2 separate regions of the Mus musculus genome follow, and region 2 is linked to region 1. Evidence: chromatin contacts called from public HiChIP or PLAC-seq data. All regions are on one chromosome and are shown on one strand. The core of a region is the stretch at or near the end of the contact, and the rest is flanking DNA. Distances in the headings are between cores, read along the strand shown.

Region 1 (5,981 bases), core at 2,186-4,685:
TGATTATTTAATGAATTCTATTTTGCTATCCAGGATACTTTTCAGTGGAGACTCTCTGCTGCCCTCAAAAGCCTCAGATAAGAGCATGCTTCCCAGAGCTAAGGGACTAGAGAGGTGAAAGAGACAAACATACAGTGATGACAAATGAACTTTATTGATAATACTGATTGAAGAGAGACTAGGGTTCTCTAGTTGTCAGCAATTGTGTTCTGAATCCAGTCCACGTAGTTGCAGACCTTGGTGTATACACCAGGAGCATCTGGCTGGGCACAGCCATAGCCCCAGGAGACAATGCCCTGCAGCTCTCCATTGCAGACCACAGGGCCACCAGAGTCACCCTGGATTAGAGAAATACAGTGTTTAGGGAAGGGATATGTGGAAAAAGAATCACATTTACTCTGACCTTAAGACCTCATTCTATTTACTCTAGAATAGTTCCATTTTTTTTTTCTGCATTGAAACACAACATTGTCTATTCTCACTAATGAGATGAAATGACATTCAGCATAGATCTCATACCTGCCTGATCCCACTGTGTGAAGCTTCAAGTTTCCCAATAATGGACACTCACATGCCACTCCCAGGAGAACAGAGGTTTCATATCCAATGAGAGTCACTTACCTGGCAGGAATCTTTGCCTCCCTCCAGGAAGCCAACACAGATCATGTTGTTGGTGATGTCCCCAGGGTAGGAGGCCTCACAGTCAGCCTGAGGCAGCACTGGGGCATCAACACACTGGAGCAGGTCTGGGTTGTTCACTGAGAGGAAGGGTAATGATCAAAGAAAGAAGAAATATTCATCAGCGCACTTGGAGGAACAAGAGTTTATCCTAGAATGTCATGGGTAGCCACCACAGAGATCATTAAGAAGATAAATTCCAGCAAAGAATTGTAGCTTTCTAAATCTGTAAAATGACCCTTGTTGATCCTGTTTTCATTGTTGATCCTGTTACACATCTCCCTTAGGTATCAACTACAGTTTTTATAATTGGTACTTTAAACTTATTTGCCAGGTATAAGCCAGCAGGTTCAATACCAGATAGATGCCTGGTTTTGGAAAACATGGGAAGGAAGGAATGTAGTAGGTGAAATGTCCTACTCACCACCATTGCTGAGGGTGTTGCCCCAGCCAGAGATGAGGCACTGAGTGCCTGCAGGTGCACAGGAGCTGGGCAGAGGTACAGAGGCCACTCTGGCATTGAGGGTCACAGGGGAAGCCAGTTTGATCAGCATGATGTCATTGTCCAGGGTCCATGAATTATAATTGGGGTGCCGGATGATCTTGGCAGAATCAACAAACTGCTCATTGCCCTCCAGGACATTGATGTTGTGCTCTCCCAGTCTCACTTGGATGCGGCTGTTGGAAGGAAAACGCATGCTAGAGGTTTTTGTCCAAGACACCTCAGGGTTCCCAAGCTTCTTGCTCAGGAGTGGCTCTGGAGGTCTAGAGTAGATCTTGAGGTAATGTGAAAGGAGAAGCTGTTTGGGGGTAGATAGTTTCTGGTTAAGCAACCTTGCCTTTTTTTTTCTTCTTCTTCAGAGATTGGTGGTATATAAAGAGTACAGTTTGGGGATGGTTTTCAATCTGCCATCCCACAGTCCCTCACACATTCAGAGATGTGGACCCGAGATAACATTTGATGCTCATCTCACTTTCTGAGTCTTTGTTAATGACAGAAGGATCTATGAGTAATATTTCTTGCTTTATTCAGGACTATTATTATGTGAGACCTAGGCCTGTTTAGTCCAAAGTATTATGACATGGAACCTTGAGGGAAGTTTACATTCTTGTTCCCAACTCTACAAGTACTGAGTCAGTGTCCCTGTCATTTATGTTACATACCTGGGACTGAGAAAGCCTAGTAGAGACTGCATTGAGTTTTACCAATTTTTAGCTGTATTTCTGAAAAGTTGGAGTTCATTTTTCTTCTTAGCTAGTGGTGGTTGTACAAAGTTCTTGCCTGACTTTCTCACAAGTATGTATAGTAACAAAACAAATATTTCTTGGTTTAATGACTCACATTCATTGCTATTTTATGAGTTTGTTGAGGAAATGAGAGCCTTCCTATTCTGTATCAAATTTTCCACAGTGCTCACAATAGTTAACTGCTGCCAGCAACTTCTCCTCATGGCTTTCTTTCCCCCATTCACCTTACAACTTCACCACTTGACGAAGTGCTGTGTTCTAAATATTTCCCAGAACGTGGGCTTCTTACTTAGGGGTTAGTCACTTACTATTTGTAGCAGTGAGCTGCAGACACCACCCACTGGTCATTGATGAGGGAACCTCCACAGAAGTGGTAGCCAGCATTTAGGGACACCTGATAGGGGACAGAACTCTCTCGGCAGGTGTATCCTCCAACAATCTTGTCATCATCATCCACAGGGAAAGCAACTTCATGGGAGATAGGAAATGAAAATAAGCAAATGCATCTGGGTATTGGAGGTTCCATGGCAGCTAAAACCCTTAGGATTTCTTACTGAGCACCATGAGTGTAGGAAAGCTGCACTCGTTCTATCTCTAATAGGCAACATAGATTTTAGGGCTTCCCAGTATCAGGTTCTGTAGGACAGACAGATAGTTCCCACAGAACTAGATCTGTTCCCAGATCTCTTCTGAGCATCCGTGATGGGACAGCAAGAATTACCTGAGAAAACACTTAATTGGATCCCATTAGAAGTCAGTTCTTCCCATTGCTTGCTTTATTTATATATATGTGTATTTCTTATCTGTTCCACCTGAATATTGGCTTTTTACCTGGGCCAGTGTCTCACAGAAAATTTTTACCTAGGCTAGCTTCCCATAGAAATCAACTCTTTAGAATGAATCAAGAATAGAAAGGAATATGCAAGACAACTTAGACTTATCAAGGGAAACATAGCCGATGAACTTGCCAATATATCAGTATTTCTTAACTTTGACTGGTAAGATGAAGTTTATTTAGAGATGGACCTATTAAACAGGCAAGACCTAAGACATATAGGATCAGAATTCTAATGGTTGAATATTTAGCAAAAATAAGCTTTTTGTGTCTGTAAACACATTTTTTCCTTAAGAACACCTGTGGTGGAAGTATCACAGAGCTGCTGGAGTCAAGCAGTGGACATGCAGGCTCATTTTATGGAACCTTCTTGTTAGCTTCACCTTTCAACATTCCCTGCTCTTGGCACCAATTAGAATGAAGACTGGAGACAAGAGTAGATTAAAGGCTAAGTGAGAAAAACAAGGAATGAGAAGCCAGGAAAGTAGGGAGAAGGTTTGAGAGGCTGGTGAGACTATCAGAATATAGGTAAGAGACAGCATTGGGATAGTTCATATATTTCATTCAGTGGAACAGACAGAGCTTGGGAAAAAGAGTGAAACTCACCAGCAGCTCCCACAAGGGCTAGGATCAGAAGTGCACTCATGGTGACAGAAAGTCATGAGCACAGAAAGAGTGCCTGTCTTTATAGTTCCCTAAACAAAGAGGAAGGCACCTTGGCTAAAAGTGGAGGGGTCATTTTTTTTTTTCCCTGCACAAACATAGCTGCAGGTTTCTCTTTCCCAGAGTCTTGCATCAGCTTTGCTCTGTTTGGTGCCCTTGTCACATGGCGAGCTACAGGTGACAAGGGAACTTTTTTCTCAGGTCACATAAGGAGGACAATTGCTTCTTGGAAGGATCATGCAATGGAAAAACCAGGGGAAGTCAAGCCCTTGTCTCCACAGTGGGATTTCTTAGGCTTAGGTGATAAGAGGAAGAGCAAAGACTGTCTAAGATCCTTAGACATCCTGACTTCATTAATGTTTTAAGGAACTTTGAGCAAGGACTGGTTCTAGTAACTAGTGGGGTTGCTTGGTGCCCTCATGGTAGGAAATCAGCATTGCCTAAGCCCCTTATCTATGAACCTGACTATTTTACTGAACAAGAAGATGAAATTAAAGGGTTCTAAGGTCTGCAATTAAAACAGCCATGATGAAAAACTAGGAGGTGCAGAATTCAATCTAAGCTGGGGCTTTCACTTAGCTCTTTTCTAACCAGACTCATGGATTGAAGGTGTGTTTTGAAGAGGATGGATAAAACTTAAATAAGTACTTCCTCTATATGTTACAGGGGTGGAATGCTCACATCAAAACTGTGCTCTATTTTTCTGTTGCCTTTTGCTCTTGTCATATGTCACTTTTAAGGGTCATCAAGGCTCCAGAAAATTACACTAAGTATTAATACCTCGTATTCTAGGAAAATGCATCCTGAGATAAAAGTATATATGATGTTTTGGATGTGAGAAAATGTTTGGACAGTGTTTAATCTGGGTCCCAGTGAGATAATTAGTTGTGTATAGATATGAAAGGATTCTGTAAATGTCTATTTTTAACATAAAAAGAGGTCTGGTGAGTGGGAGTGGGGGTTGGGGACATCCTCTTGGAGATGGGGGAAGAGGTATGGGATGTGGAACAGTCAGAAGGTGGACTGGGAGGGGTATAAAAGTCTGGACTGTAAAAAGAGAATAAAATTTAAAAAAAAGAGTATTATAATATGCTCATCCCTCAATTTATTGCAGTAAAACCTGGCCAGAGAAGAAAAAGTGAAGAAAAAGATAAACAGTTGACTGGCGATGGATCAATTTTAATCTAGTTATACAGTCAGTTGGAGGAGCCTTGCTGTCAATTGTTTATCTTTTTCTTTACTCCAAATCTAGGCTTTGGGAGCTTTCAATTGGAGCTGAGATTATGTGTCAGTGTTTTTTGCAAGATACTGAACATTCTAGAGATACTAAATAAAGGTGAAAAAAACTGAGCTTAAACTGTAATTGTGGTGGAGACGGTAAGATGACCAGAGGTTGGGGAAATGCAGAGTATACTGCAGGAAAGGCCAACATGGGGCTCAACAGGCTCTTCAGTGGCCCCATTCCTGACATTATTAGGGCAGATTTACAAAAAGTCCCTGTACTGAATCCTCTCATTTCTGCATCTTGCATCTCATATAAAGGCTTTTGAGCTTATACCTAAGTGGAAGGTCTGTCCTACTAAAAAGTGCTTGAAACTTTCAGAATTTTCACTTTTCACAAATGTTTTAATATGAGGTCTTCAGAAAAATGGATTCATTTTACCCAAGAAATTAATCTAAACCTGGCATGCTACCCCTATGTCTCTACAAAAATGTGGGAATTGTCAGAGTGTGAGATTTGCTGCAGGTGACTGTCAAATAAGAGGTCATCGTGAAACAAATTAAACATCCTGTTTCCTCTTGGCATTTGTCTTCCTGGCATAACGTGATCACGGAATTTGCATTTCACTTGTATATTGTCTCAGTTCCTACTCTTGCCATGCACTCCTACCAGGTCCATTCCAGACACAGTTGCACAAGTCTCTGCACTCACAGAGATCATAGAGTCTGAGGGTTTTACTATGTGTGGTATGAAAGCTTTCTGCTATGTAGTTGAGATGGGGCTTCCTGGGGAGTATTTGCGAGATTGCTGCTTTGCATGTAAAACTTTTGCTTTCTTGTCTGCTCACTTCCCTGTGCCCCGAGAGTCACCCCACAGTGAGGACATCATCAATATCTACAAAAGTGATGTCTGCTAAGAGGAGTTTTGGATTGGTCCTTGTCACTCTGCGATTTAAGGACATAAGCATTTCTGTACCTCAGACTTGAAGGTAAGCATTCACTTAACACATCACTACAGAATGGAGTCTTTCTGTTGTCTTTTTAGTATGAAAGGCGTCTAAATTCCTTAGCTCATTCTTCAGCCCCAGTTCTATGGACTACTCTTTAAGTCAAGTATGAAATTCCAGGCTTTCGTTCCTGTAGATCTCAACTCCTTTTCTCCATTCTTGCTCTCTTCTCCAGCAGAAATTCACTTACCTAAGGAACTTTGTTTCCTGAGTATGCTGTCCTAGATTCACTAACTTTGGTTAGTAAAGAGTTACCAAAAACAGACAGACAGACACACAGACAGACAGACACATGCATATGCACACACACACACACAAAATTTCTAAAG
Region 2 (5,981 bases), core at 1,023-3,522, 33 kb before region 1:
AACAGACAAACAGATGGTAGCATAAGAAACACAGGAGACTGAGGGTAAAGAGGAGGAGTGTGTGTGTGACAGAAAGGTTAAAATGGAATAGTGACTAGGATGGAAATGAAGAAGAGGAAGAGACTGATGTGAATGGTTGGAAAGGGATGTACTGGTTACCTTGGCAACTGAGATTTCTTTAGCCCTCACTCCTCTCTAGATCATATTCCCAAAAGGGAATTTCCCCCAATGTCTCTTTTCTTCCACAAGAGGGCACAAGAAGTCTTAAAATCCTCTGTTCCTGGCACCAAACACTATCTAGAGTGATTCTGATGTATCACTGATGTATTTTCAATCTCATTTAATTAATATACAAAGGAAAAATCAAAACAGAGACACTGAGTGATCAACAACATACTTGACAATGTCCAAATGTCTCTATCACACTTGATGAATAGGTGTAAAGTAGCCAGGATACAGAGAGCCATCATAAAGATCAAAACAATGAAGTATATTAAAGATGGTACCAGGCAAAGCTACAAGTAAAACATTTGACTTCAAGTCTAGATTTCCTAGTTTCTAAGACCTGAGGGCAGTTATGTAGTTTTTCTAGATTTCATTTTTTTTTCACCAGCAAATGTTATCTGTATGCATTGTTAGATATTGAAGGAGATCATATTTTGCAAGTACTATTACAAAGTCTAACTTTTGGCAGGTGTCCTTTTCCTCCCTGGAAGCTTACAAAGTACTTTGACTGTAGCTCCTCCAAATTGTCTCATTTAAAAATATTTAAACAGAAAATATGTCACAAACATGACAATGCTTATGTGGCAAACCGATGCCAATTTTCTCATGTGCTGTCTGCTCTGAATTCATCCTAGAACATTCCTGTTGGAACTCTGTGCAATCTCAGGGTCTGTCTTCAAGGAGAAACACTGTGTGTGTGTGTGTGTGTGTGTGTGTGTGTGTGTGTGTGTACATTAAAAGGAGAAACGATTTTTAGCTAGATTTAATACAATTAAGTTCCAAATGAGAGGATTGTTTGAATAGAAACACAGAAATCTCAGCGTCTTTAAAGTCTTGGAAACAGCAAATGAGAAAAAGAAAATCCTAGTGATGGCTAAGGATAATGTAGCACACAAGAAGAGGCTGTTTAAGGAGAGTCCTGAAAACCATGTATACACACTAGAGCAAGTCATTATCCTGCATTTAGTTATCTGCCTCTATTTATGCATAAAGATTCTGCTGCCATAACTGTTTCAATTGTACCCAAAGGTCAAAACCTCAGTCATTATAACTAGGGAAAACAGGAAAACACTTCAGGATGGCATATCCTAATAGTAGGTGCTACCTGCTGCCAACATCAATGTCATGGTTCCTGGTTAAATGTGGCTTCTTTTCTAGGAGATCTGTAAGGATGCTGATTTTGACTTTGACTTTATAAATGTGTCACAATAACTATCCCTAAGGATATCATTGCCTGATTTTCACACACAGGCTGCTGAGGACCACAGAAGTTAGAGAAACTCCCCTCAAGGATCTAAGCCATAATGGGATTGACTGGGGCCCCTTGACTGCTTCTAGAAGGTAGAAAAAGGCCCAGCCTTAGGAAGGCTGGGCTACTTCATATGATTTTTTAAAGATTATATGATTTAGTTGAGTGTGTGATGGATAGAGCAGGATTGGCTTGTATATTTTGCGAGTTCCCACTTCCTCATTTGAGAGTTTCTGGAGGTCTGGTTTTCCATTCTTTCCTGTGTTGTGTGTAGACGTTTCCCTCATCTTACCCACATGAGGCAGGAAATACAAAGCACATTCACTTTACAGCCCTTACTCACAGAGGATACACCCCAGCGAAAGCCAGCCAATGAATGCAGGACAGACAGACCATCTATTTTTCATTCGGTTTATTATTTAGACTCTGTTCCTGTGACTCATTACATGAATGGGCTCTCATTACATTAGTTGAAGGAAATGGAGGATACTTGTGAAGAGAGGGTGACTGGAGTTGGGGTTAAGTGGAAAGAGAAGTGGGAAGAGCGGTGATGTGGGAGCCATGGGAACCCTAATGAGGTCAGAGCTGTTATTGCACCTGTCTCCATGGTGCATACTGAAGGCTTCTGTTTCCTGTGTGACTTCTAACAGATGTAAGATAGTTTAGATGGGGGGCTTGAGATGAGATATATGGGTTCCCCTTTAGAGACCCTCCTCTTGGTTGTTCTCACTGTCACGGTGATAGCTAGAGGCTGAGGTAGAAAGGGCTGCATGAGAAGGGTTTGAAGACAGGATGTGGCAAGTGTGGTTCCCAAAATGCTCAGAATGTGAGTGAGTGGGGGAGCATTCACAGGCACCCCAGATGTAGGACCTGGTAAATGTCAAACCACATCCTGTTGTGACTCCTGGAGATGGAGCTATGGCAGGTGGCCATTCTTACTTGGTGCTGATGTTACTTACAGATAAACAGCCAGACCTGGGGTGAGATGCTTCCACCCCTTCCCCCATTGTCTTCAGGAACCGAAAAGTCCCAGGAATGCATCTCTTCACTTGCTGATGTTTGATGAAAAACAGTTCTTCTTAAGATTATTTTTTTTATCATGTTCCTATATCTCTTTGCTGGAATCGGTCAGGGAAACAAGTATTAAGGGTCCTACTGTGCCTGGTTAACTATGGGACTCAAGATCAGCACTGTCCCTTTGCAGGTCAGATGCCTTGTAAGATATATCACAATGTGTGTGTCTGGAGCTGGGAAGGACTTAGATTTCCCCACTTACCATTCTGTCAGTGCTACAAGGCCTGCAGAATTTTCATCAACAAACCACTAAGTAGGGTCTGAGGCTCCTTATGGAGCACCTTGGTTCACAGGAATTGAAGGGATCTGGAAAGCTGGAGATGGTAAATGCATTCTGCAGCTGGGGAGAGAGGAGGGGGAAGAACTGATTCTCTGAGTTTTAGCAGATCCTGGACTCCAGGCAGAGTTTGGAGAACATGTGCTCCATATCGAGCTGAGATCTTGCTGTGATTTTGTGAATCACTTGTATAAGATTAAATAAGGCGACATGATCCCATCTGAGAGAGTGTGAGGATAGAGGGATAAATATAATGGACTACAGAATTAGAATCTTGTTGAGACTTGGTAAGTTTGGAAGAAGCACTAAAGAAATAAATGCAAGAGAACCGAAGTACATTTTGGTCTCCTGCACATCCTCACAGATAGAAAAGCAACAATTTGCACACACAGAGGGGGTACATGGCTCAGATGCAGCACATGTGTGAAAGAACTAGAGTTTTGAGTCCCAAGTGATCTCTGAGTCAACGGCAGGATGTAGACATACAAAGGTAAAAAGTCGCCCCACCCAAATGATACCTAACACATCAAAAACAAGGGGTATAACTAACTCCCTCTTTACTCTATGTAGGTCAGAACCCACCTGGTGCTGAGTTTTTTTTTTTTCTGAATACAGTGCTTTCAGAATGATAGAAGGATAAAAGTGAGCTGAAATGTTTTTATAAGAAAGTAACTGATCCACTAGGAGAAAGAAATGCTCAGAACTGTACATTTGAGGGAATGAGAGAGAGAGAGAGAGAGAGAGAGAGAGAGAGAGAGAGAGAGAGAGAGAGGGAGGGAGAGAGAGAGAGAGAGAGAGAGAGAGAGAGAGAGAGAGAGAGAGAGAGAGAGAGAGAACTGGAAGTGAAGTGTTGAGCCAGGAAAATATATTTAAGTGAACATAAATTACAGTGCTTGATAGTTATTACCCTGTGCTAAGAACTGTAGATATTGTGTGGATTGATTAAGCCATGTGATTGAGTCCATTTAACACAAGGGGAGGCCAAGTCTTTGGTGGCCACTTGCTTAAATCATATAGCTGGGGAAACATAGAAATGAAGCCCAAATCCAGACTTTTTGGCTTTCAAGTCTATGTTTATTGCAGGCGTGGTTCTTAAAGTGAAGATTATTCTTCCTTGTAGGTTTAAGTAATGGTCTTTACAAGCTCCAACTGCTTCTGAGGCTCTCTTAGGGGAACAGAATTATAAGCTGAGAAAGATATGCATGGTAAAAAATTATAGATACTCAAATAGTCAGCAAATGTTCATAGAGCGGCCCAATGGATAAAGGGCTTATTCAGACAACTAAGAACTCTTTGGGGACAGTTAAAACTACTTGCGAAGAAAAGGAGGATTCAATGCTATGTTGTTGTTGTTCTTTAACACGTACATGGTTTGTGATACCAGGTCTCATGAAGATCAATTCATTGTATAGTGAATGTGTAGGGCTGTAGTTGTTAAGAAGTCCTAAAACTTGGACTCAATGTTACTGTTTCCAAAGTCTTCACTTATATCAGCGATGGTTATAACAAGATGGGTGGCTCCGCTTTTGGCATGGTTTCCCTATCAAGGCACTCTTACATTCATAGATGAGAGCTGAAATCAATTTCCTAAAAACCTGATGAAATGTTGGAAGCAGACATAATCGTTGGCCCTTTTCAGTTCCCTTCGATGACCAGCAGGTAGTGTTTACTCTTTTATGAGATATCCCACTCCCCCCACACCCCACCCTCCACCCCAGGCAGCCTGCTTCAAGAAACAGGTACAAGAGATGAAAAAACTACTTGGAGACAGGGAAGGTAAATATGTAGCTGGGACTTAGGTGATGGGACTAGTGAACTGAATATGTCTTCTCTGTTAAAAGTTGATATTTCAGGTAAAGTCTTACACTGTCATAATAAATCCTAAGGAGAGGCAGAGTGGTAGGAATTGTTAGGAAAAGAAGCTTTCAAAGCCCAACACTGAGTATTGTAGTGGGAAGAGCTCCATGAATTTATCATCTACAAATAAACAGAGAAAAAGGCTCTCAGAGGTAGAGGAAAACATACAACCTAATGCTATGACATGTTTTGTGTTTGGGTCCAAATTTCCTGAGTATGTTAAGAACTGACCTGTGGGCTCTAGCCATCCTCCTATTCCCCAGCACTCTAAATGGAACTGTATCTACACATGATGGTATTTGTGTTTTAACACAGAACTTCACCAGGAAAGACTAAGAACAAATCCTCCACTTCCACAACTATCCCTAGTCAGAGTGACTTCATAACACACAAAACTCGATCATGTAGGAGCATGAATCACACAGTTCTCCCCAGGGCACTACAAAGAATAATGGAGAAATGGCTCAAAACAAGAAATAGGTGATCCATAGAGTTACATCAACTCTTTCTTCTTTCTCTTAACTGCTTTTTAAAGAAAGACTAAACCTTTGTCTTCTAGATGATCCTACAGACTCCTGAAGCATCTCCCTTCCTGAAGCTGACAAAGCCCAAATTGAGTACTGTAATGGGAAGATCTCCACGGCTGGTGTTAATAGGAAAATTCCTCTGGACGAATGGAATCAACTCCAGTGCTATCTGCACAAGAATCATTTGCCTTCCTTAACATAAATTATCATTATCACATGACTTCCAGATATTTTCCTTACCCTTCATAATTGACAGATCTGTAATGGCTTTAAGTCAGTTTCCCTGTGCTACCTATGAAAACTCATCTGTGTTTCACAACATTGTAAGAACTTGGGAACCGTCAGGAATTGTTTCAGAGAGTGTTTTACATAAGTCTCTTCAGCCAGTAAGGATCTTCTACCTCAATGTTGTTACCACTTGTAGAGTTTACTGTGAACCTTGTCTTACTTTCTACCTGCCTCACTGACAAGCAAGTTACATTGGACCAGAGTCCAGAACAAGTAGAACTCTTCAGATCAACGAAGAATCCCTGTAGTGTTTCTCCTTTGCAAAAATAACTCTGGACTCAATTGATGTTTCAGAATCTCTACCCTGAGATGCCCTGTGCACTGGTCCTATCAGAACAGTCAGGGTTCACTCTCTGGATCCCCAAATCATAATTCTCCAGTATCTTCTTGGCACTCACTTGTCTTAGATCCTACAGCAAACATTATAAACACCTCTACTTTAGCAGTTTTGCCCAGCTTACACTCAGGGAGTTGGAAAGGATTC

What was found. HiChIP or PLAC-seq counts read pairs in DNA pulled down with a chosen protein or histone mark.
Region 2: a contact with region 1 is called in a BATF HiChIP or PLAC-seq map of CD8 T cells, with 32 read pairs. The contact joins the enhancer-like site here to the promoter of Prss2 in region 1. A contact is called at or near these places in 4 of 39 promoter capture datasets (cranial neural crest, epiblast stem cells, frontonasal cranial neural crest and 1 more), 2 of 15 datasets of contacts at CTCF or cohesin (CD8 T cells and pro-B cells), 17 of 484 Hi-C or Micro-C datasets (CD4 T cells, CD8 T cells, CD8 central memory T cells and 9 more), 6 of 115 datasets of contacts at active chromatin or transcription factors (CD8 T cells, the SCID.adh cell line, embryonic fibroblasts and 2 more) and 1 of 9 other capture datasets (adipose tissue).

Annotation. Positions count from the first base shown.
Region 1 is chr6:41,519,230-41,525,210 of GRCm38.p6, reverse strand. It overlaps Prss2 (protease, serine 2), which reads right to left and starts at 3,435. Exons shown (of 5, transcript NM_009430.2): 1 at 3,368-3,435; 2 at 2,235-2,394; 3 at 1,103-1,356; 4 at 622-758; 5 at 132-338. The coding sequence starts at 3,407. The coding sequence ends at 189. It also overlaps Tcrb.
Region 2 is chr6:41,550,847-41,556,827 of GRCm38.p6, reverse strand. It overlaps Tcrb. Among named protein-coding and RNA genes, the nearest start is that of Prss2, 32 kb to the right of the region's middle. Within about 2 kb of position 2,272, at least 89 of the 459 cell types and tissues checked have an H3K27ac peak or open chromatin away from gene starts, as enhancers often do. A contact at or near this core is called in CD8 T cells, CD8 central memory T cells, the SCID.adh cell line and 10 more, where this site is marked.